2 separate regions of the Danio rerio genome follow, and region 2 is linked to region 1. Evidence: chromatin contacts called from public Micro-C data. All regions are on one chromosome and are shown on one strand. The core of a region is the stretch at or near the end of the contact, and the rest is flanking DNA. Distances in the headings are between cores, read along the strand shown.

What was found. A called contact is a pair of places that touch in the nucleus more often than the background predicts.
Region 2: a Micro-C map of caudal fin shows a contact between it and region 1, with 2.8 times the contacts expected there. The contact joins the promoter of scn8aa here to the promoter of stat6 in region 1. A contact is called at or near these places in 1 of 18 Hi-C or Micro-C datasets (caudal fin) and 1 of 4 datasets of contacts at active chromatin or transcription factors (embryo).

Annotation. Positions count from the first base shown.
Region 1 is chr23:30,040,270-30,045,206 of GRCz12tu, reverse strand. It overlaps stat6 (signal transducer and activator of transcription 6, interleukin-4 induced), which reads left to right and starts at 2,092. Exons shown (of 21, transcript NM_001130590.1): 1 at 2,092-2,214.
Region 2 is chr23:30,264,303-30,269,434 of GRCz12tu, reverse strand. It overlaps scn8aa (sodium channel, voltage gated, type VIII, alpha subunit a), which reads left to right and starts at 3,863. Exons shown (of 27, transcript NM_131628.1): 1 at 3,863-4,091. LOC110438336 (acrosin) reads right to left here and starts at 3,508. Exons shown (of 5, transcript XM_068216913.2): 1 at 3,342-3,508; 2 at 2,917-3,100; 3 at 1,675-1,946. The coding sequence starts at 3,468.

The sequences.
Region 1 (4,937 bases), core at 843-3,342:
TAACAAAACAATATACTGCTTTCGTTGTTTATTTTCACAATTGTTACCTTTTAAAACTGCTGTAAATGGTTTGTTGTGATAGAAATTAAACACTTTGCACAACTGCTATGGCATTTTTATTGATAACATTTGCTAGCTCAGAATTCCTCTTTTCCTGTCAAACTCTATCAGCAGGAGATTGATCAAGTCAAATCTGACTTTGTTTAAGTTTAAGCTGGACATGAAAACAACCCCTGAAGCTCCAACAGCATTGTGCTGATCTCAACAGCCCTCAGACAGGCCAAATTAATCAGCTAATACCCTTTGATGTAAGGAATGTCTGAAGACTCAAACTACCTTTCCTGCATATACAAGAGGGATGTGTATTTAATGTCATTTCAAAAACTTGTACATTTTGGGGAAAGTGTCCTTTTAGACCTGGGATGTCCAAACTCAGTCCTAGAAGACTAGTGTCCTGCATAGTTTAGCTCCAAGTTGCCTGGAAGTTACCTACCTGCCTTGGTCCCTCCAGGACCAAGTTTGGACACCGCTGATTTAGACCGTTTGGTTTTATGACATAATATTTACTTCAACACCGATCACTTGGATTTTTACAGTGTGTTACTCTGCCCTCTGGTGGTTGATGTTTTTTATTTAATTTGTTTGTTCGTTAAGTTTTTTTGTAAATCATGTTTTATTTCAGTTTTACACCCCTACACTAGTCATATATTTCTCAAATATCTCGGCGAGAATAAGAAAACGCTATTCTGGGTGTGGGTGTGAGATTATAAAGGGTTTTCAGTGGTAGTAATGACGAGGCAGTTTCCTGACTCGCTTCCTGGTGTGAACCAAGACATGTTGCCAGGTCTGCTAAAAACAAGCAAACTAAAAAGATAGGTAAACACAAAATACGAAATATGTTAAAGAAAGCACAAAATAAGGGGAGACTTAACAATTTATATGCGAGACTATTGTATTTTTTCTTAGGAACGATCAACAAAGAAGAATATTAACAAGGTAAAGGATAAAATAGGCTAGACAACAATATTTATAAAATCTGGGCATGGCAACTTTCCAGCTCACGGGATCCCACAAATGTAGGAATCATTCAGAATGATGTTTATTAAAGGATTCGAATATATATTGATGGTTGGGTTCGGTTTTAATGGTTGTTTTTTCCTGTTTAATTAAAAAAATAAAAATTTTCGTAATGTTATTGTATTGAAACTGCACTGCTGCCATTTATTGTTCGTACATTAAAACAATAGCAATATCTCATTTGTATGTGACTTTCTCTACGATGGGAAAGAAGATATAACAATAAAACGCAAAAGCAATCGAGCCTCTTTGAGAAACGGAAACCCCTTTCGAAACTCCTTACTGGAAGTCAAGTGATTCGAGCAGAAATGGCGTTGTTTCCCCGCCTACAAATGACGTTTTGCCTAGAAATATAGAAAGCTGCCTCTGTTAAACAGGCATGTGGTGTCTAAAATTGTACCTCGCTAGCTATCTCGGTTTTGAGACACAACCAGTGCGAAGCTGTAGATGTGTTTGTCTGCACTGTGGTCAATGGTCGTGTTACCACAGCTGACTTTCTCTGTCCTTTTCTGGTTTATCTGTGATTTTCAAAACAGTTAAAAATAATAATACACATAAAACACATAAAAATCAGTTTAATTTATATTATATATACACGGTAAATTCTAACCCAGCATATGTGTGTATGTGTATGTATATATAATTGTAATATCAATATAATTCAAAGTGAATATTAAAGTCAAATTAATAAATTATTAATAAAAAATATGTAATAAAATAATGCAAATTTCAGACAACAATGTACACACACTAGGACAATTATTGAATTTATTAAAGTAAGAAGTGTGATTACAGAAACATGCATGCCTATATAAAGATACTCACAAAAATATGAAGGCACTCCACTAAATGAAAAACAAGCCCGTCAAGGCACTTTTTATCACACACATTTAATTTTATGTATACTTTATTAGCTGTATTGGTATTTAAAAGCACATCTATATTTCCAATGATGTTCAGCGGGATAAAGCTTCTCATTCACCTGGGAGAGGAGCTGCGTCAGTGTGGCCAATAAGCAGCAGCTTCAGTGCGACTGTAAAGTGAAAGTAGGTGGATAGACAGAAAAAAACAACAAACACACACGGAAGACGAAGAGTTTTATCTGTACGCGTGTTAAAGAGCTGGCGTCGAAATCGGGTAAGTTTTCACCTTAACAGCATTGTATTTAAGTTTCATATAATCCGCGGATAGTGAGTTTATCGCGAAGCGAATTTGTTTATCTCCGAATGTTGTTGTAATGAGGAAACATGAGTTTTGTAATAGCCCACTTTCCTCATATGTACACGAAAGCCGCTTTCGAGCGAAGCGAGCAACCAAAACGATTTCGTATGAAGAGAAATATCCTTTTATAAGAAGTTTATCTCAGTTCTAATGTAAATTCGATCTAGATATGTCATTATAACATGAGCATACTCAAACGACGGCAAAATAGCATGGTCACTTATTTACTTTGCTCCTTGACAAAACACTCGAGAGGAATTAACTTCATGACAATTCACAAATTTAACAGATTTTCTGTAAATAACTTGTTGCTGGATTTAGCGAGGAAAGAAGGCCTACTTGTATGTAGTGGACTTGCATATTACTGTCCACTGTGTTACATGTTTAGTTTGAAAATGAAAAACATATATTGCAGCACGAGCGCCTGCTTGAAGCCAGGCCCCACTTTCTGTTCCCCAATGGCTGTGTTTTATGTTCTTTTCAATGTACACTAGTTAGATTTAAACCCCTTTTCACTATTGTTGTAACATTGCATGTGTCAGTTTCAGTCTTGGGGATAGGGATGTTGTTATTTTTCATAAATATTAAATGAATACTAATGGCTGCCTTTTAAAAGGCACTAGTGGGCTTAGTGGTGTGTTTATTTCTGTGCAAAATGAATTAGAAGCAAATCATATTTTTTATATATTTGTTCATGGTTGATGTTTTTTGCTGGTATTAATTTTTAATTATAAAATTTAAAACAATTAAAATTCAGTTATTAGGAAATTTGAAAGAACAGACTTCAGTACAGAATAAATTGTAAAATGTCTTCCCAAATTAAATCTAAAGAAATATCGGATGCTTTTCAAGTTTTTCAGCGAAGCAAATTGTTTGCTTGCGTCTTTTTTAGTTATTAGTCATAGTGTTAATATGAGTAGTAATTGGATGACTGCACAACGGCAGTGTTTAGATTAGAAGTATATCTGACTGATCTTAAGTGTAAACTTAGAATACAAAACGGTCATTGGGATGAAACACTTTTTAGAGCCACACATGTAAATTGTCCTTATTGTTGACTTTAGGTACCTATTAGCACCTAAAGAATCTGTGTGCTTTTTGAAAAGGCACAACGTCAATGACAGTTTGTACCTTTTTTCCTGGTGTACACTTAAGATCAGTCAGTCAAGGCATTTTTGTACTGTAGATATGAACACTGGTCTTGTTTAGTAGTGTAACTATCATAGATTTTAATGGCAGTTTTGATTAATGACAAAATAAGTGGTCTTGGAATGCTAAGCTGCTTTGAGTTTAACATCTCTATCAATAGTCTATGAAAAAGTATTTGTGTGATTTTTTTTTTTTTTTTTTTTTTTTTTTTTTTTTTTTTTAGGTTGAGAGATTGTTTTCTATTTTCCTTTTATAGAGAATTAACATTCAGGTAAACTAAAATGAGCAGTCAAATCTTTTCATTATCGCAGTTATTTCTCTTTTGACCAGTGAGATTGCACAAGGTTGACAAATTGTGCATTTCAGATAATTTCCTTGGAAGTAATGCTTGAGTATTCTCACATGTTTCCTCTTAGAGTTTCACAAATAATTTTGACAGTCAATCAAATAAGCTCAAACTCTTCTAATCAGATTTTTCCAAACCACATTATCCAATATATCCCTTGATCATCATTTTTATATGCTTTGTTTTTTTATTTCTGTCTTAATAGAATTAGGGATAAACGTCTAAGGCCAGGTTGATGCCTTAAAGAAACAGATAAAAGCAAATGTAAAATTGGGTGCTGTTGCAGGTTAAAGATTTAGCAGAAAATCAGATTTCATGCTGCTGCCACCAGTAACATTATAGGATAGTGCTAAAGAGCAAAGTGAATGATTTTACGCAAAAATACTCAGAATGCATCAACAAGAATAAAGTACTGTATTTCTATATAAGGATTAAATTAAAAGGGGTTGTCAGACATCAAAACATTAGGTGCAATACATATGTAATCTTTTTTTCATTAGAATATACCAGTTTCAGTTTTATTTTGCTTATTCTTTTTTATCAATAAACATTGATTATCATAGATTGTTAGTGAAACAGAGGATTATATTATACTATAGTACTTGTGGAGCTGCACATCGGTAGATTTGCTGTTCAGTGTTTGGACTGACACGTTTTCAATTCAATTGACTAAAACTTCTACAGTATGTTCAGCTTCTTACAATCTAACCGCTATCAAAATAAAGAATAATTGAATTGAATTATAATATGATATAAATAATGTATGCAATATTTACATTATAATTTATTCTGAGTTCAAATTTAGAATTAAAATCGCTGATGACCAATTTAAAGATCACAGTACAGCCCAAAAATATGAATTAAATACCATTTTACACCTTTATGTTGTTAATTATTTTATGTAGTTCAAACAAATTCATTAAAAATATTTTCTATAATATATAATCATACATTAATTTTCTTGTCGGCTTAGTCCCTTTATTAATCCGGGGTCGCCACAGCGGAATGAACCGCCAACTTATCCAGCAAGTTTTTACGCAGCGGATGCCCTTCCAGCCGCAACCCATCTCTGGGAAACATCCACACACACATTCACACACACACACACACTCTTACACTACGGACAATTTAGTCTACCCAATTC
Region 2 (5,132 bases), core at 2,614-5,113, 220 kb before region 1:
TTCAGTGACAACTTGTGACAAACTCCCTACATTGTTTACCACGGCACTTTGAATATTCGGTCTGAAATAACCTGCAAGTGTGACTTGAAAACAACATTAACAGTTTATTTGACTGTGAACATGTTGTACTTTAATAGTCATTGGCTGCTAATAAGATTTCGCTATTTAGAGTTTGCAAATAATACTTTAATGAAATTATATTGTTAAGGAGAAAGTCAGAATGTGCGAATATAAAACCGACTTTACCTCGTTCACATATCCTGCTGTACTGGTGCAGTTCGCTGTCAGAATGCAGTCGTTTTGCGTGTTGGTGATAAATTACCCAGGCCTTGTATAACATTAACTCCGTCTTCTTTCCTTTTCTTTGGCTAAGTAGAATCTCAGTTGTTAGCTCTACATAGTGTTGAATCTGGTCATCATGGAGCATTATTTCTTGCACATGACCACACAGAACAATATTGTTGGCATTCAAAGACTTGTAGACCTTTAACTTCTCTCTTGTAAAATCACTTGGAGCTTCAATGAGATTGTATATTTGAGGCTGGATGCTTGGTCATTTCGTCTTATCCAATATCCATTGGGTGGGTGCTATCGCAAATGGACCTGTCAGATGAACGCCGCTCACTTTAACGTTAATTTTGCCGAATCACTGTGCTTATCACTGGCCGACGAGCTGTTATAATATGCTGAAAGCATTATGTAAATAATATATATAATGTGTAATCAATATATCTTATTTCTAAGACAACAACAAACTCTGCACCCCATCTGATGTCATTCCCTAAATGCTGGCGCTCCCGGTTTTTCTGCCACCTCCCTGTGCGCACATCCTGAATGTTTACAAACATGGTAATTGGTCTATAGAGTCCCCATCAATATACTTTGCGTTAGGACCCACACAGACCGCAGGTTGAGCGACCCCTGCTGGCCTCACTAACACTACTTCCAACAGCAAACAAATTTTCCCATGTGGTCTCTCATGTAGGTACTGACTGGGCGCATCCCTACTTAGCTTTAGTGGGCGACCATGTGAGAGTTGCAGAGAGCTAGCTCTCTGAAAAAAGGCTCTGCTCTCTTTTTAAGAGAAAAATACACCATGCTAGCTTACAAGTGACTTGTCCAATGATCTCGAACCGGGTCCTTTATTTCATTACATTTTTTGTGTAATGGCCTATTTAAAATGAGCATATCAGGGTTCAACGCTAAGGATTAACATTTTTAAAGGTTTACATTCTTAATCACCTGTTTCTAAATGTCTCTAAAAGTGAAGGGGACTTATCCCCCCTGTCCCCCCCCCCCCCCCCCCCCCCCAGTTAATACGCCCCTGCCTATATTGACTGACTGTGTGAACTTATGAACTATACACTATATCGTCAAATTTAAACTTATTAAGTTTTAATATGCAATTGTGAATAACAAGCTAATCAAATGTGGTATGATTGTTTTTTTTTTAATAATACATGAATAATTGCATGATTATAACTGGTTACAAAACCAGAAATAATTACAGCTAAAAATCATCTTTAGTGTTCTGACTCGAAGCATAAAAGCCATCTGCATCCCGGAGCGAGTAAATTCTTAAGTTCTTAGAAGAAGTTCTTAGAGAAGTTCTTAATTTTGGGTGAATTGTACCTTTAATACAGAGATTTGGACTTTATTTATTTAAACACTAACCTTCTAACACTGAACTGCCCCATCCAGTGATGTAACATAACCCAAAGTTGAGTTGTTTCTCATGCATTTGATTTTCCAGTATGCACACCGGCTGCACGTAATTTGTGAAATAGAAAGGGTGGTGCAGATACAACAGTGCCACATCGTTGTCATATTCGGATTGGTTGTACTTCTCATGCAGGATGACTTTCTGGACAGTGCGATACTGCACTTCTTTTCCTGGCTTGAATCGTGAATTCACTCCAGCCACTACTAGAAGTTTATTGTTGTTTCTATTAAAAATGAAAAATAATCAAAATGAAACATTAAAATACACCAGTAATTAAATATTATTTTGGCGAGCACAGAGTTGCTATTATTGTTTGGCCATTATGTTCCTACAGATATTTATGTAGTAAGCATCCAATACTATTGAACTAACTGAACCTCTACTGCAATTACATTAGTTTAGTTTATATTTATATATTAGTTTATTAGGTTTTTTTAGGTTATATATTAGTTTATTGGGTCTATACCGGCCACTTTATTAGGGACACCTTACTAGTACCAGGTTGGACCCCCTTTTGCCTTCAGAACTGCCCTAATACTTTGTGGCATATATTAAACAACAAGGCACTTTTTTTCTGTCTTCAATTGTCCAATTTTGGTGAGCCTGTGCCAATTGTAGCCTCAGTTTTCTGTTCTTAGTTGACAGGAGTAGCACCCGGTTTGGTCTTCTGCTATTCAGAGATGCTCTTCTGCATACCTTTATTGTAACGAGTGGTTGTTTGAGTTACTATTGCCGTTATATCAGCTTGAAACAGTCTGGCCATTCTCCTCCGACCTCAGACATCAACAAGGCATTTGCGCCCATAGAACTGCCGCTCACTGGATATTTACTTTTTCTCAGACCATTCTCTGTAAACCCTAAATATGGTTGTGCGTGAAAATCCCAGTAGACCAGCAGTTTCTGAAATACTCAGACCAGCCCATCTGGCATTAACCACCAATGTTATGTTCAAAGTCACTTAAAACACTTTTCTTCTGCAGCAGGTCGTTTTGACAATGTCTACATGCCTACATGCATTGAGTTGCTGCCCTGTGATTGGCTGATTAGAAATGTGCAGTAAAGAGCAGTTGGACAGGTGTATCTAATAAAGTGGCCGGTGAACCTAAGTTTAGCAGCTAAAATAGCCAGATGTGATAGCTGCTTACATACTGTATGCTCCATGTTATAAAGGAAGAGAAACACAAAGTTCTCACCTTTTTTTCTTGAAGCAGTGAGATGCGGTGATTACCCATCGGTGGCTGATGATGGACCCACCACAAATATGCCAGAACATCTGCTGAATGCTCACCTGCCAAGGCCAAGCACCCTCTAATGCAGAGTGGCCCCCTGAAATTCGGGACTGTTTTGGCGGGCTCACCAAAGTTCGCTGTCCACAACCTTAACAAACAAGAACATGAATCAATTGCTTTATAATATTTTTTGTTACATAGCCATTAATAATAGTTATCTGTAAATAATATCAAGCCATTAATGCAGCAGTAATATGTTGTTGGAAAATGTTTGGCTCTAAGTTTCTCAAATAAAAAACAAATCAAAATGGAGTTCGTTTAACAATTGGACCCTCTGTGAATAAAATCCATGTTCCCAGGTGGGGAAATTCTTGATAATTTTAAAATACCTGCAATCCCAAAGGGTAACAGACAAATTATAATTAAGACGAATGTTAGGCTCATTTTAAACGAGAAAGCAACAAAAAACAGCGAGATAGAAGCAGGCAGAAACGAATCATTTGATTCAACGGACATTTATTAGCTATTCGAGTGACGTAACAGTTCAAACTGTAATGCTTTGAAATAACCGGACAACAGAGAACATGCAATTCAACACAGTTTAGGTAGTGCAAATTACACAATGCTTTTTTAAAATGTACGTAATGAACTTTTAGGCTAATGTAAACGACATTAATAATAATAATAATAATAATAATAATAGTAAAAATAAAAACAAACAATTATTACATTTATTATTTTTATCCACAGAGGTGTTTATTACACATTTATTAAATCAGGTTATAAATATAACGTTTATTTATATATTCAATCATGGTCTGTGTTTTTGCCCCTTTAGACAGGATTTGCATATGATCAAATCCGTCATTCCTCAGTTTCCCAACACCTCATTCTCGCACAGCGATCTAACCGTGATCCCAACACGACAACTAAAATTAACGCCTTTTATTGTGGAACCGGTGCTACCTATTGGCCGACACTCCCTTACATTTTGCTGGGAGTCATCAATTATGCAGGGTAACGGTGCACACTGAAGGAAGGTAGCAGCAACAATATGGCGACATCCGCAATTTCTTCCGAATTTATTCGACATCTGCAGTCCAGCGAGGATTTTTTGGATACCCGCTAACGCAATCATAGTAAGTATTATGTTTAAATAACGCACTGGCGATGCGTTTAGAGGTGCGATTGAAGTCATTGCACTGTCAATGAATGTCGCAGGGATGCTGCACGCTGAGGGGGGTTTACTGCTACACGATCATATCCATATGCACTGTGGTTTTTATCCCATTAAAACTAATGACGCTTTATCAGTGCTCGGTAGTTACTATAAGCCCAATTGTTATTGGGTCTATTTATACCCCCTTTCAAATAACATGTCATGATACGATATAAACATGTTCTTGCAGGGCAATATGTGCTGTTATTTCTATTTTGCATGATATGACGTGATCCGTATAGCCTGTAGCTTTGCACCCTGAATAAAGGTCTTCATGTCATTGTTTATCAAATGTCAAGCCGAGCAAATGAGCAAAAATGCACATGTGCACGGGTTTTAACTGATCCATTGTAATTAAGACGTTCAAATGGCAATACACGCTCGGCTGCTTATTGATTGTAGGGTGGACGCAGGTTGCACGGGTGTGGTGTGCTACATTTTCTTGTTTATGTTCCTCGCGAGCAGAAACCTTGCACAACGTCGTCGAGATATCTAGCTGTTGTCGAAGAGACGATAGACATTTTCTGTCAAATGAGGCTGTGTGACTGGTAAGATGTTCGCGGTGAGCATGTAAAAGGGTAAATACGACGGGAGAGAGCGAAAAAAAGCACTGCAGTATTTTCCGTTTTTCCTCCGTGGCTTCGGCCCGCATCTCCGAAGTCGTCTGGCTGTTTAGAAACGTACGTTTTCAGCCAAATTCGCTTTCTGAACCCGAGGAAAATGTGACAAACGTTTTGGAAAACGCTAATAGCCTATGTTGTTCTGGAAATCGTTGTACTGCTAAGCTATGGATTTCGTGACAGAACATTGATGAAATCAAGGTAGGAGCACTGCGCATTCAGTCACACAAACGATGAAATTTGATGTTCCTGTTACGAGATGTTTGATTGAAGGGATGGATGTTATGCATTGATGTCCAGCTGTACATAATTTATTGACAGGAATTGTGTATGTCGATTTA